Linked DNA regions of Sus scrofa: all the other regions are linked to region 3. The links are chromatin contacts, called in public HiChIP or PLAC-seq maps. All regions are on one chromosome and are shown on one strand. Each heading gives the region's core, a stretch centred on a gene start, on an enhancer-like site or on the middle of the called end of the contact. The rest is flanking DNA. Distances are from core to core; before and after follow the strand shown. Region 1 overlaps TAMM41 (phosphatidate cytidylyltransferase, mitochondrial). Region 2 overlaps ATG7 (autophagy related 7). Region 3 overlaps VGLL4 (transcription cofactor vestigial-like protein 4). Region 4 holds the start of TAMM41 (phosphatidate cytidylyltransferase, mitochondrial). Region 5 overlaps ATG7 (autophagy related 7).

Evidence for each region. HiChIP or PLAC-seq counts read pairs in DNA pulled down with a chosen protein or histone mark.
Region 1: an H3K27ac HiChIP or PLAC-seq map of alveolar macrophages shows a contact between it and region 3. The contact joins two enhancer-like sites. A contact is called at or near these places in 2 of 47 Hi-C or Micro-C datasets (embryonic fibroblasts and liver) and 1 of 2 datasets of contacts at active chromatin or transcription factors (alveolar macrophages).
Region 2: an H3K27ac HiChIP or PLAC-seq map of skeletal muscle shows a contact between it and region 3. The contact joins two enhancer-like sites. A contact is called at or near these places in 1 of 47 Hi-C or Micro-C datasets (embryonic fibroblasts) and 2 of 2 datasets of contacts at active chromatin or transcription factors (alveolar macrophages and skeletal muscle).
Region 4: an H3K27ac HiChIP or PLAC-seq map of alveolar macrophages shows a contact between it and region 3. The contact joins the promoter of TAMM41 here to the enhancer-like site in region 3. A contact is called at or near these places in 13 of 47 Hi-C or Micro-C datasets (embryonic fibroblasts, fetal heart ventricle, fetal skeletal muscle and 5 more) and 2 of 2 datasets of contacts at active chromatin or transcription factors (alveolar macrophages and skeletal muscle).
Region 5: a contact with region 3 is called in an H3K27ac HiChIP or PLAC-seq map of skeletal muscle. The contact joins two enhancer-like sites. A contact is called at or near these places in 13 of 47 Hi-C or Micro-C datasets (embryonic fibroblasts, fetal heart ventricle, fetal skeletal muscle and 4 more) and 2 of 2 datasets of contacts at active chromatin or transcription factors (alveolar macrophages and skeletal muscle).

The regions. Positions count from the first base shown.
Region 1 is chr13:67,955,506-67,958,205 of Sscrofa11.1, reverse strand. The region is part of intron 4 of TAMM41 (phosphatidate cytidylyltransferase, mitochondrial); the gene reads left to right. Among named protein-coding and RNA genes, the nearest start is that of TAMM41, 27 kb to the left of the region's middle. Within about 2 kb of position 1,320, at least 4 of the 83 cell types and tissues checked have an H3K27ac peak or open chromatin away from gene starts, as enhancers often do. A contact at or near this core is called in alveolar macrophages, where this site is marked.
Region 2 is chr13:67,586,245-67,588,944 of Sscrofa11.1, reverse strand. The region is part of intron 19 of ATG7 (autophagy related 7); the gene reads right to left. Among named protein-coding and RNA genes, the nearest start is that of ATG7, 170 kb to the right of the region's middle. Within about 2 kb of position 1,299, at least 13 of the 83 cell types and tissues checked have an H3K27ac peak or open chromatin away from gene starts, as enhancers often do. A contact at or near this core is called in embryonic fibroblasts and skeletal muscle, where this site is marked.
Region 3 is chr13:67,777,453-67,780,152 of Sscrofa11.1, reverse strand. The region is part of intron 2 of VGLL4 (transcription cofactor vestigial-like protein 4); the gene reads left to right. Among named protein-coding and RNA genes, the nearest start is that of VGLL4, 94 kb to the left of the region's middle. Within about 2 kb of position 1,297, at least 70 of the 83 cell types and tissues checked have an H3K27ac peak or open chromatin away from gene starts, as enhancers often do. A contact at or near this core is called in alveolar macrophages, embryonic fibroblasts, fetal skeletal muscle and 2 more, where this site is marked.
Region 4 is chr13:67,982,242-67,984,941 of Sscrofa11.1, reverse strand. It overlaps TAMM41 (phosphatidate cytidylyltransferase, mitochondrial), which reads left to right and starts at 1,416. Exons shown (of 8, transcript XM_003132370.4): 1 at 1,416-1,841. The coding sequence starts at 1,707.
Region 5 is chr13:67,609,784-67,612,483 of Sscrofa11.1, reverse strand. All of the region lies in intron 19 of ATG7 (autophagy related 7), which reads right to left. Among named protein-coding and RNA genes, the nearest start is that of ATG7, 190 kb to the right of the region's middle. Within about 2 kb of position 1,418, at least 21 of the 83 cell types and tissues checked have an H3K27ac peak or open chromatin away from gene starts, as enhancers often do. A contact at or near this core is called in alveolar macrophages, fetal skeletal muscle and skeletal muscle, where this site is marked.

The sequences.
Region 1 (2,700 bases), core at 71-2,570, 180 kb before region 3:
ATGAGGATGAAAGTTCGATTCCTGACCTTGCTTAGTGGGTTAAGGATCTGGCATTGCCACAAGCTGTGGTGTAGGTCACAGATGTGTCTTGGATCCCACTTTGCTGTGGCTGTGGTGTAGGCCAGTGGCTACAGCTCCGATTCAAGCCCTAGCCTGGGAACTTCCATATACTGCAGGTGTGGCCCTTACGAGACAAAAACAAAAAAACAAAAAACAAAAAAAAAAAACCTGCTAGTAGTATGCCAGCCCTGCAGAAGTGAGGGACATGGAGAAGAAATGACATAAAGCTAGTGCCTGAAATGTCCCTACCCTGGTCCTGAGAAGTGGCTGGGCCTTGGGCAGGCTGTGCTTGTACCACCATCTATTCTCCTCACCTGTGAAACTGAGAATAATCAGCACCTTCTTTATGAGGCTTTGCCAGACTCAATGAGAGAGCGGATGTGAAGCACACGCCTTTAAAAAGCCCACAATAGGAGTTCCGGCCCTGGTATAACAGGGCAAGAATCCAACTGCAGCAGTTCGAGTCAATGTGGAGGTGCAGGTTCGATTCCTGGCCCAGTGCAGTAGGTTAAAGGATCCAGTGTTGCCGCAGCCACAGCTTGGTTCAATCCCTGGCCTGAGAACTTACATGCCACAGGTGCAGCCATAAATTTTTTTTTTTAAAGCCAACAATAAAATGTCTATCTTATTAGAGTAAACCTAATCGTTTTTTAAGTAATCCTTTTGTCTTATTTTTCCGTTTTTTTCATGATGTTTCCTTTTTGTGCTTTTGCATCCTGGTTTCGTAACTGCCTATTATCACATGATCATTTTCCATCTTGCTGTGTGTGATCCTTATCATTTGTAACAGTGTCACACTGTGGTGGGATGTGGGAGCACCGTCACAGCTCAGTTGCCACCCTGCCGTGGGACATCAGGGTTGCTGCCAGGATTTCAGTGTTACAGGTTGTGCTTCAGTGAACAGGTATACTGTGCAGTGTAGCCTCTTCCTGGGAAATCATCTCTGCATCTTCATTCCCCATGGGGTGCGGGCAGTGTCTCCCCAAGAGGACGGCCATGTGGACCAAATGAGGTCGGAGCAGGGCCTGGCACTTAGCACATGCTCAGCAGACTTTAGGGCCAAACTTCTGGGTTTGTTGCTTTGGCTTCCTCTCCAGAGATGAGGTTTCGTCATCCTCAGCTCCAGACAGCTTTAGGAGACAGTTTTATGAAGTCAAAAGCCGTTATGTGAAAGAACCCACTTCTCTGTATGCTCTCTCGCCGTCATCGGGCTTAACTGCAGCTCTCTCTAAGTAATAGTGAAAACAGCATGGTGCACGTTGCACAACGTGTTGTGACAGGACTGCCTTCACTGCCCTAACCGGTCCCCACCTCCCTGCACAGCTCAGTTCCAGAGGCCATTTTTAAGTCTTTGTCCAAAGCTCACAGTCTCCACATGCCTTCTGCCAAACTATAGCCGAGGTTGGTCCTTGGAGCTTGAAACCCCTGTGTATCTTATTCTTACTGAAGTACTTACCATTGGGTATCTTTATTTTTCCAAAACAAGCCAGCAGTTTGCACTCAGAGAGGCTGTGACAGGTCATAATTTCCACGATTCTCTTCCCTGCTCCCAAGAAAAGAACCTGGGGTTGGGGGGCGGGGTAACCATGTGTCCTGGTTTGCCCATTGTCCTCATGTGATTACCTGTAGCGGCCCCTTCACCCTCAGCAGTGACCTGCTTGGGATGATAAATAAATTGTCACCTTGCCCCAGGGGATTCCTCAGCAGCTGAGGTTTCTCCTGCTCTTTCTCTGATGACTTCGTCCAGCAGAGGCTTCTGGCATGCTGCTTTCTCCAGGCTTCCCGGGAGGTCCTCACTTTGCCCAGGCTCTTGATTTAACATTTGCCCTTAGGCCCTTAGGCCTTCAATCAAGGTTTCCCATTTCGTCACTCTTTTTTTTCTTTTTTTTTAATGGCCACACCTGCAGCATGTGGCAGTTCCAGGGCCAGGGATCTAATCTGTGCCTTTATAGCTACCTGAGCTGCTGTAGTTGGATATTTTTTTAACCCACTGTGCCACAGTGGAAACTCCCCATTTTGTATCTCTTTTGCCCCCTATCTTGCTGATGATTGCCAATGGCATAGGCAGGGTGGGCACTTTGTTTCAGAAGTTTTATCTTTATCTTTTGAGTTACTACTTTTGCAGCTCAGTTCATCTCATAGGCAAATGTAAAGTTCCTCCTTTCTCACCACTTGTATTTTTTTAACTGTAAACTGGGCCTAATCCTTTTGGTAAAAAGAAATTATTAACTACATTTTATACTTTTTTCCAGATACTTTGGCATCATATTGAGGCAGCCTTTTGATGTTCCTTTTTTTAAAAAATGGAAGCATAATTGACTTAACAATGTTATATTAGTTTCAGGTGTACAACATAATGATGTGATTTTTTATACATTACAAAATGATCACCACGATAAGTCTAGTTAACATCTGTCACCATACAAAGTTACTACGATATTAATGACTATATTCCCTGTGCTGTACATTTTATCTGACTTATTTCATAACTGTAAGTTTATACCTCTTAATATCCCTCATTTATTTTATTCATATCTCTACCCATTCTCCTCTCTGCCAACCACCTATTTGTTCTCTGTGGGTCTCTTTCAATTTTGTTATGTTTGTTTTGTTTTTTAGTTTCCACATATAAGTGAAATC
Region 2 (2,700 bases), core at 50-2,549, 190 kb after region 3:
ACAGTAATTGTGAAAAGTAGGAATTATTGGCTCCATCCTACAAATAAGGAAAATGAAGCTCAGTGAGATAAGTGACCCAAGGTCTTTCACAGGGCTACTGCACATGGTCCTGCCCTGCACGCTCACACAGGTGAACACAGCAATCTTGGCCATCTGCTGATGCTGGGCTATGAACTCAGACCTTCTCACCAGCCAGAGTTCAGGCACTCATATATTCTATGACTGTTGCAGACTACTACGGCCAATTTTTAAACAAACCTATCAGATATTATACATTCAACACTCTAAGGATGCTGCCAGTACTTAAACCAAGAGGGTTTTGGAATCTGTCTTTGGAGGCTGTATGAAAAGGTAGTGAGCGACTTGTTTTATGAACACATTCAATGACAGGGAGGGGAGACTTGAATTTACGAAGAAACCAAAAGTCCTGTGTGCCCAAGTCTGGAGAATGAGGTTAGTTATTTGGCTGGACTGTGCCATTTTGGACTTATATACACTGCTATACACACTAGCCCATACAAAGTATGAGAAATGATCTTTTAAGGTTCAAAGTAGATCTAAATCTCAAAAAGAATGCAATCAAAACTGCTGCTAGCAATGGCAGCCAGAGATGAAAGATACCAGCAAATATTTATATAATGTATAAAAAGGAATCACTTTGATATAAAAATTGGCCATTTTTTAACATCTTGGTCATACTAGGTACAGTGAGTCAAAAATCACTGAATTAGTAGAGCTAAAAAGGATTTTACACATGGTTCAATCTCCTTAAGTGAGGAAACTGATGAACTTAATGTTGGTCCAAATATATTCATGAGAGCAGCAGAACAGGGACTAAAATTTGAGGAAGCAGTTTCCATGTTCTATTACTTCATATTAGCTGTTTAAATTCTGCTTTGAGCATTTATGGCATGCTGCCCCCCCCCCCACTGTGGACCTCTAAGTGGGCTGTTTCATCCAAGACTCCTCTTCTAAAGGGCAGGGAACTCTGCCCAGGCTTCACAGTCTATCCTGCAATTGGATCGTTCCCTAAAACCAACTTATCTGAACATCTCAAATCCATGTAGATAGCTCTGACAACAAATAAAAGGGACTCAATTTATAAAGTGAGCTCTGAAGGGATACTGCCAAGCCTTATTTCAAAAACTGGGCTCTGGTTTCCAATCTAAGACATAAATGGCTTTCTGCCTGCTATTTCTGCCTTTCCCCCCTCACTGAGCAAATAAGGCCAGGGCTGTGTCTTGAGGGATTGCTTCATAAGGAAAAATCAAAGCACGATAGTATCTCAGAAGGGGCCAGTGAGGGTTGGAAGTGGGCTAGCAAAAGGCTTTAGAAAAGAGAAGTGGATTCACGAGAAGGCTCGGCCAGTCCCTAGAGTGATTTCTCTCCACTGGAAACAGGTTTAAGTGCTGACACGGGGGTTTCCCACAGCTTCTACTGGCCTCCAAAGGCGTATTTGTCATCGGAGGCTCTTGATGAAGCTGTACATAAATATCTGACTGTTGTTAAATACAAAACAAAACAAAACAAAAATATTCCACAGGAACCAAATCAAAAACAGCTGTGAGGGGGAGAGGCCAAAAACTCAATGTAAGCGCAAAAAGGCCCGCAGAAACACTTGTTAATCGTGTTCTTTACTTTGCTGAATAGTAAATTGTCATGCCAGTGAAGTCATATCACATGATTATAATGTTTTTCATATGACTTTCCTACTATGAGAGAACTAGGCATTTTATTTTCTAAAATTCTGAATTCTGTAGTGGATGAGTCAGAAGCTGAGTTTTAATTCAGTTATCAGCCCATCACTCAGCCTTGTTCATTTGTAGCCTATTTATGATTTTATATCCTAAGTTACAGCTGGTGTGCTAAACTTACCTTTTAACTAAATCATCCATTAATCCCCAATTCTTCAAAACTAAGTTCTGCTTAGCAAAACCCTGACAAAAATGCAGCTATTTTAAAGGAGTGCTGTAACTGAAATCCTGAAAAATAACTGTATGACACAGCATCAAATAGTGATAATATAATCAAGGGAAGAAAACAGTTTAAAATTAATCCCGGAATCAAGAAACTTGCAAATGTTCAATAATGAGAATGAGGTCTTTCGGGAAAGTTGGGTTACAGGATTTTAGAATTTGAGGATCTCAAGGATATACCAAGATAGCTGGTTTTATTAACTTTTTAAATCAGCACTTCCTCTCTAGGCAGACAGAATGTGAAAATTATTTGGTGTTTCCCACAGCACAATGGTGAACTCACAGCTGGAATGAAATCAGTACACGTGAACTGATACTTGATGAAAAATAACCCTAAGAAAATAAGTCACAGCAAATTTTAGGAAAAGATGGCTAAGTCACTCACATGTTTGATTTAGACAGCCTTTCTTCAACAAATTCAGCAATTTAAAGAGTATTTGGTAAGCACTTCAACAGCTTTGTGCCTTGGATTTCTTGTGCTTCATCAACTTTAAGGCCACTTCCTTTGGTTCCAACTGGGATCAACAGTTGTCAAGGAGCCATAGGAAAGTGGGGTCAGTCTCCAAGAAGGATTCAAACACATTTTCAACAAGGGTCACGGAAGTAAAGGTCAGAACTCCATGCAAAATTCCCTATTCAGACAGCAACGTTTTGAGAGAGTAAAAAGCTGAATGGGGCCTTTTTAATACCTCATGGGCAGAATGTACCTACGATTTGGCAGCTC
Region 3 (2,700 bases), core at 48-2,547:
CTGTGGCACAGTGTGTTAATGATCCAGCTTGTCTCTGTGGAGGCCCTGATTTGATCCCTAGTCTGCCCAGTGGGTTAGGCATTGCTGCAACTGTGGTGTAGGTCACAGCTCCCACTCAGATTTAGTCCCTAGCCCAGGAACTTCCATATGCCCCCGGGAGGTGGCTGAAAAAAGGGAAAAAAAAATTTGTAAGTTTTTGGTTTATAGTATAGCACACCCCTTGATATTTTCTGAATTTCCTGATAGCATACAACAGTATCAGTATAGAAACATTTCCTATGGTGATTAGTCTATTTACAATGCCAAAAGCTAACTACCATCTCCAAAGATAAAACTATTTTCCCCCTTACTTTGTTAGCAAGTTTTTCCTGTGCTGAAGGCTCTGAACATTCAGCGATTTACTTGTTCGCTAAGCACCGCTTGCACTGGATACTGGTTATATGAAGTTTAAGCTCCCAGCCCTTCCTGTCAGGAGTGACATGGTGCTATGCTACTCTATTGGCCTCCAATACACAGACAGAACAGCTTTCCTATATGCAAAGTGAAAATAATTTTATCCCCACCCCCCCCCCCATCATTTCCAGTAGGCTTTCTGTCTTGGATACATATTCTTACTTGTTTAAGCTTCTCTCTTTCTCTTCCCCTCATTTTTTAGAAGGTTATAATATTAGTGAATAAGACACTCTAAATGTAGTTCTGGCAACTATTTTGGGAGCCACAGACCATTATTTAATCCCTGTGAGCCTCAGTTTCTGCTGCTGTAAAAAGTGATACCATCCCTGCCCAGTTTATGTGAGTTGTTTATGAGGGTTGTGAGGGAAGGTATATATAACATGGCATCAGCATTTTAAATATACAGTGAAAGTGTAAATGGACATTGTAAAATAACTTTTCAAAGAGAAAGAAAGAAAAAAAAAAAAAAGAATAAAATGTGTGGTATGTGTCCCACAGCAAAACAGTTAAGAGTTTCTGAAGCCCCAAAGTGAAGCTACACCAGAGTTAAATTCCATGGAAGTTTGCTTCCATGAAGGATTTTTGACTTTTTACTCAGGTCCTGAAAAAGCAACTTCCTGGGTTTTCTTTTCCTCCTACGGTCTCTCAGTGGCAGGGCTGCTTCCTGTCCAGAGCAGCCCTGCCCCAGCCTCTCTCTCTGTGCGGACTCTCCACCTCCTCTTTTTCTTTCAAACACTTAATACATTTAGAGCCTGATCTTGTGCAGAAAATATCCCTGACATTTGAGGAGCCCCGGGGATGCAGTGAGCATGCTCTGTGCTCCCTCCCGCTGGGAAGAGGAAGCTCATTTGCATACGAGTCATACCAGGCATAGTGGCGTGTGGGCGCCGCGGACTTGCAGCGGGCTGTGAGGGACGCGGGCGCCGCTTTGTCCTAGGAAATGTGCTTCGTGGTTTTCTTCCTTGCTCCTTCCTTACGTCGAAGAAAGCTTCATCAGGACTTCTGAAACGATTTTTAAATGCTTGATTGAGGATCCAGGACGTGTACCGTCTACAAATAAACCCTTGAAGGGTTTTCTGCAGTTCAATTTTTTGCGAGTGCGTTCTTTTTTCTTTCTTTCTTTCTTTTTTTTTTTTTTTTTTTAGCTTACTTTGTTTTGATCAGCTGAGGCTGGGCCTCCGTCTTTGTGAAGTTTCAAGAGAAGAGCCAGGAGCTACTCAGCAATAATTGCTTTTTGAAACGTACTCTTTCAGGGCGAAAGCAAAGAGCTGGTTTTCTGCGCTAGCCCAATAAATGCTATTTATGAAGATGGACCTGTTGAACTACCAGTACTTGGACAAGATGAACAACAATATCGGCATTCTGTGCTATGAAGGTAGACGTTCCCTTCTAGAAATTGCTACCCTGTTGCTTTGGTCAAGGCCACTCCTCCTTTCCGGTCCTGATGGACTTCTGTGCATTTTGTTCTCTTTCTTGGGACCTTAGCATGCCTTGAAAGGAGAGCGGTTCTTAGGTGCTGTTTCAGGACAAAGTTTGTTGTTTTGATCAGAGGCTTCAGGGGTTACAGTGGAGAGGGCGGGGGCGGGGCGGGGAGGTGTTGAAATATACATTGTTAAAAGTTTGCTTTATGCTTGCTACATACTAACTTTTCACTCTTTTAGCGTTTTTACAGTGTATTTCTTTTTTTTATTTCCGTTGGTGTTTTTTTAGAGGAAGAACTTCTAGGACCCAAGTAAAAAGTGAAACATGTCCGGTTCTCTCTCTCTCTTTTTGATACTCATTTTAAACACACACCATCTACATACAGTATTCCTGTTGTATTCCAACAGCCAGCAAGCACTTTGCATTTTCCTGTAGAGGGGAACAGAAAGTTACAGTGAGTTTTTGTTTTCGGGAGCGATTGTCCCAAACAATGAAGAATTTTTCTATTCAGTTTGGGGGACTGGGAGGGCACCCATGTCACAGAGCACAGACTGGCTCTTTGTCTGATTTACCATTTCCTGTTCAGCTCTGGGAGAGTTCTGACATTGAACGATGTTCCTCCACAGTTCCTCCACACTCTGGTCCCTTGTGGAAGTGATTGCACAACGCACCAACCAGAAAGCTAAATCCAAAAAAAAAAGGGAAGAAAAGAAAAAAAAAAAAAAAGAGCCCTGAATTCTTACTGTTTATTACCTCCTGCTAACCGTGAGGTATTTCCCCACTGTCCTGTAGTATTTCAGGCTGTCTGTTAGTAGCAAGGAGAGA
Region 4 (2,700 bases), core at 167-2,666, 200 kb before region 3:
AAATTCCTACCCATCCTTCAAGGTCTGGCTCAGATGACATACCTGCAAAATCTCCTCTGGTCTCTCCCTGCACAGCCAGAGCTGATTGACTGCCCTCATGACAGGTCCTGCAGGGCACTGGGTGTCCAGCTTTATCACTGCACATTACATGCTGGGTTTGCTTGTCTGTCTCCTACGAGCCTGCCAGGAGCAGCCTTGTTCTAGTCATCTCAAATCCTCAGCACTTATCCAGAGTTTGAATTCCAATAATCATTTTTCAATTGAATTAATCCCAGTCCTGCCTCTATCACCCCAGGCCAGGCAATTTAATTCACAGTGAAACTATGGTAACGGCTTCCTAACTGGTCCCTGCCTCTTCTTTCCCCACTCTGATCCGAGCCAACCTTTGAGCCTTGACAGCTTCCTGCTCAAAACTGTTCAAGGACAGAGTAGAATTCTAAGATGTGGAGCCAGCATTTTCATTCCAGATTTGCCACAGGCTGATGTGATCCCAAGCACATTGTTTTATCCAACACTTAGCTTCTTCATCTGTAAAATGAAGGCAATCACCTCCTTCCACAAGGCAGCAGAGGGAACCCATGAAAAAATGCCTGGGAAATGGTTCAACATTACCCAAATTTAGCTATTACTACTCTGTTATGGTTGAGAGGCCATGTACATCAGGGAAGAAGGAAAGGATATCTGAAAAGTCTCTGTCCGGGAGGTCATACTACATCCTGAATGGCCCTGTGGCCCCGAGCAAGTTTCTCTAATTGTACACAAAGAGGCAAGCTCTCACCTGGGATCCTGTTTCCACCAGAAACTGCATTTAATATGCCCTTTTGTGAGTCCAATCCACAAGGCAAAGGACCAAAGGCTCTCCACCCCATTAAAATTCAATACAAACATCAGAGACCCTTGGTGCAGTTTTTTGTTTGATTTTTACCATTTATGGAGCACTTTCATGCCTGTTATCGTGTTTGAAGGAGGGCTTTAATGGGCAGAAAGCACAACCAAATCTTAACAGTGATAATATCTGGATGGTGGGATTGGGCATGATTTTAATCTTATTTGTGTTTTCCTAAGCTTTGAAAATGTTGCAGTTTTGGAGCTGGATGAACCATGGTTGCACAACACTGTAAATGTACTAAATGCCACTGAATTGTAAAGCATATGTTTTTATGTTATGTGCATTTCACCCCATCAAAAAGACCTTTTTAAACGCTACACCATGACCTTATACCCATATTTTAAATGTGGTTTGAGGCAAGAACAAAAAAGTACTTTTAAGGCTCAAAAACCGTTCAATCAGCTGTCACTCTTCCCTACCCAAGACAAATCCCAGGCGGCCAGCCTGCAGCCCGCTCCTCCCGCCACCAGGGGTCTCTGCGAAGGCTTCGCGTCGCCATCCACTGGCAGGTGTCCGCTCTTGCGCCATCCCAAGATGGAGCACGTGTGCGTGGGGGAGGCGTGGCCCACGTGGCCGCTGGACCGGCTGGGCCAGCGCCCACCTGGTTCTCTAGTAGGTGCTTTCCAGCCTGCTCCGGGACTGGAGTACCCCCGCGAGTCCCTGCCGGCCACGCCACTTCCTGCCCCCGGCCTCAGCCTTCTCCTGTTCTGACCAGTCCTCGACTTCCATCTCCCACCCTTAGCGGGTATCAGTTCCTCGCCCTGCTGTCCTTCGCTCCCCTCCCCGCCAAGGGTCCCTGTCGCTGAGCCCCGGCCCCATGGCGCTGCAGGCGTTGCAAAGCTCCGGGGTGACCTTCCGCAAGATCCTGTCTCACTTCCCCGAAGAGCTGAGCCTGGCTTTCGCCTACGGTTCTGGAGTGTACCGCCAGGCGGGGCCCAGCTCAGACCAGAAGGTGAGCCCGGGCCAGCCCCACGCCAGAATATTCTCACTACTTTCCTTTGCCTTCAGTCCCTCTAAGAGCTCTCCTGTCTGCTCTGCGCATTCCACGCACCAACTAGCGAAATACAAATCGTACGAAAGTGCTTCTGGTAGAAAGACAGCGTGAGCCGAGTTTTGAAGGTTCCGTAGGAGTCCACTTCGGTCTAGAGCAGGAGCTGCAGTTAGCGGAGGGAAAAGCTGGTGCCGGGGCAGGATGGAAGAAAGGAAAATAAGTATTTGCCAGTGTTCTCACGCTTGCGTGAACATTAGAGTTTTCTGGGAAGCTTTAAAAAAATGCTGATGTTCTGGGTACCATTTACGGAGATTTCAGATTTAATTGGTCTGGGTCAAGCCCTGGGCTTCAGGAATTTTTTAAAACTTCCCAGGTGATTCTAATACGCAGCCAAGCTTGAGAGTCACGTCTCTGTCTGTAAAGAGAAAATACTAAATACTTCTCTGGACTTTAGGAAGCTGGTGGGCTGAATGGAGGGTCAGGGCAGGTGCAGTGACTAACTACAGCAAGAGTTAGTGGCCAGTTTGTTCGCCCAGCCTCAGGACTTTTAGCGAGAGTGTTTAGGATTAGACATTGTTATTCTTCAAAGCTGACTGAGCACAACAGCAGTTGAGGGTACAGTGTTTCTTAAGATTGTAGATTTCTTTTTCTGTAAATGGAAAAAAAAGAAAAAAAGTTCACTGAGAAGATTCAAGGCCAAGTAGCATAGAGGCAGGCAAATATTTTCCACTTAAGTGAGGCTGTTATTTGCCTGCTGAGGTTTTCAGAGGCTTTTGAGCTTTTACTGAATTAACATAAAAGGAACACGAGTCCCGGTAGA
Region 5 (2,700 bases), core at 169-2,668, 170 kb after region 3:
AGTTTTCTCCATGATACAGGTGGTTGCTATGAACTCTTCGCAGGGAGAGGGTTAATGAATGACGAACGCAGAGCCCAAACATAACCCGTCCGCAGTGCCTCACTCTGAGTGGCTGTGTAAAACCCTGGAATCTCTGTGGTTTCCAAGGTGTTGAGTAGGTAAAAGTGAAAGAGGATGCTCTGGGGGTCTGGGTGGAGAGGGGCAAGTGCAGTCCAGGCCCTGGAGAAAGATGCCCATCTCCAGGGAAAGCCTGCCCTCCACCTCAGCTCCGCTCTGTCCTCCCACCTCATTCCTCACTTATGCAGAGGCTGCAGATTCCTAGGGTGATCTGTACCAAATCCAAATGGTTAAAAATAATTTGCTAAATACCTTCCTAGATAAATTGAAATCCAAGACCTTTTTGAGCCCTGCCCAGCCATCCCTCAAAGGGCGAGCTGGGCTGAAAGTCATGCTCTTTCCTAGCTGGATCCCTGAGTCAGACTTCTGCCTGTCAATCTTCTGATGTCACAAGTCAAACTGTGCCATCCAAGGCTGAGTAAGCATCTTCAGGAAATAGAAACTCAACTGTAAGAACACAGGCATTTCCAAACAGAGAACAACTCTGCCCACTTTCTAACTCAGCTACTGTATATAAATTTAGCCATGACACTGGGAGGGGAAGTTTTAAAAATAGAAGTGAAAGGCCAGAAGAATAAATAACGATAAGGTACCAGTCACTCACTACCTTTGGCAAGACATATAAAATGGTAAACAAGATGTCATAAATGCTTTGCCCTTAAGGGGAATATATTTAAGTGGGAGCTGGAGTGGGAGACAGAAAATAAAGACAATTTCAGATAGTGATTAAGTCCCACACAGAAAATAAAACAAGGTAAAGTGATAGGGAATGCCTGAGGCACTACTGTTATATCCGATTTACAGATGAGGAAATTGAGGATAACAGAAGCTAGGTGAATTATCACGGCTTCGCAGCTAGTACGCAGGAACTTAAACTCAGGTCTGATTCCTATGTGGTTCGTAACTATTACCCTTACGCGATCTGGTCAGTCTCCAGAGAAACCAAAAAAATCTACAGAACAGATAAGGTGAGAGACCATCTTTATTTTTAAAAGTCCCTCCTTTTAGGGCATTGGCAGAATTTGAGATCTACAAATTCACCTGAGTGTACCACAGGTTTCTATTTTAATGCTAATGCAACTAACTTTTGAGATTCTATTCGTGATATTTAACATACGTTAAAAGTTAAAGCCACCCTCTGAGATGGGAATTACCCTTTCATAAAAGGGCACTAAGGCTCAGAGGGTGTAACCTGTTGAAATCATGGAGCTTTTAAGTGTGGAAGCTGCAATCCAGGCCTCATGCCTCTGAGTGCACTGCTTTTTCCATTACACCACGCTGCCTTCCAGAAGACTCCCCAAGGAGCTACATTTTTCTCCCACTGGGAGACAGGGCAGTAACGAACTTGGCAGTGCAGACAGAAAGGAGTGCCTGTTTTGCGTCTCTGCCAAGCAAGTATCCATGCCCTTTGCAATATGACTTGGACACAATACCCACCGAGCTCTAGCAGCTAAGCATTCTAGAATTTGTTGAAGAATTTTTTTCACCTTCTCCGTATGGGGTCCAAAATTAAAAGGGGAAAAGCATATTTATGTCTCATTCAGAATTCAAAAAGTAATAAATCCTTCAAGGCCCTGGCAAGTTTCTCTAATCCACTGTAATCATGTTTCCTTGTATAACAAGTCTTGTGATGTCTGTAGCGGAGTCTCGCTATAGTAACAGCAGCCTGCATGTTGGAGTTCTTCTTCCCAGGCCTGGGGGATTATTCCATTTTCCACATTAGGAATAAGCCGCAGACTTTAGGTTCTAAAAAGGAGCCAGAAATGCTGACTAGAATCCAGATGCCCTAAATATAATTAGAACTAAATTTTACTGCCCTCTGTGAAAGACACAAATGAAAAGAATGTGGCAACTTCTAGAATACTGGTCCAGAAAACAAAGCTATGAATAGATCCAACAGGGCTTCTGATGTACTTAAAGCCTCCTGAAAGCTACCTGGAAACTTTCCAATTATCTCCTCTACTTCTTTCCTTGGCTTTTTAACTTTTACAAAAGCCAAACATATTAGGGGAGGAGACTGTACCATGGTCTCAGCTCAGCAAACCATGTTTTCATGGAGGGAGCCTTTTACATTTAAAGGATAGATTTGGTTTTTCAGAAATTGATTTGATAAAAAATGATTAATATCTATGGTCAAACAATCACTTCTCTCTGTTATTAAAAGAAATAAGTTTATTAAATTCCTGAGTGGAAATGACATTCTCATTATACTATTTAACAGGAGCAATATGAAACAGTATAAATATATGTCTCACCCCAAGTTGTGATTAATTATAATTATAATAATGATGATGATGACAGCTGCCCCCTGTTTTAGTGCTTATGTGCCAGAAAGTGTGTTAGGTATTATGAACACATTATTTTATTTGATGGTTAGAATTCTCCTAGAAGGCTGTTAATATTTCCATTTTACAGTAAAGGGGCTAAGTCTCAGGGAGAGTTCACCACTTGCCAAGGTTACACAGCAAGTTAACCTTGAATGTGTACAGAGGAGATTAGACTCCAGAATATATTCTGGAATAAAAGGTAAAAGCCCTCTCCCCACCTCGGCAGAGTCACGGCCGCTAGCTACTACCATAGTCA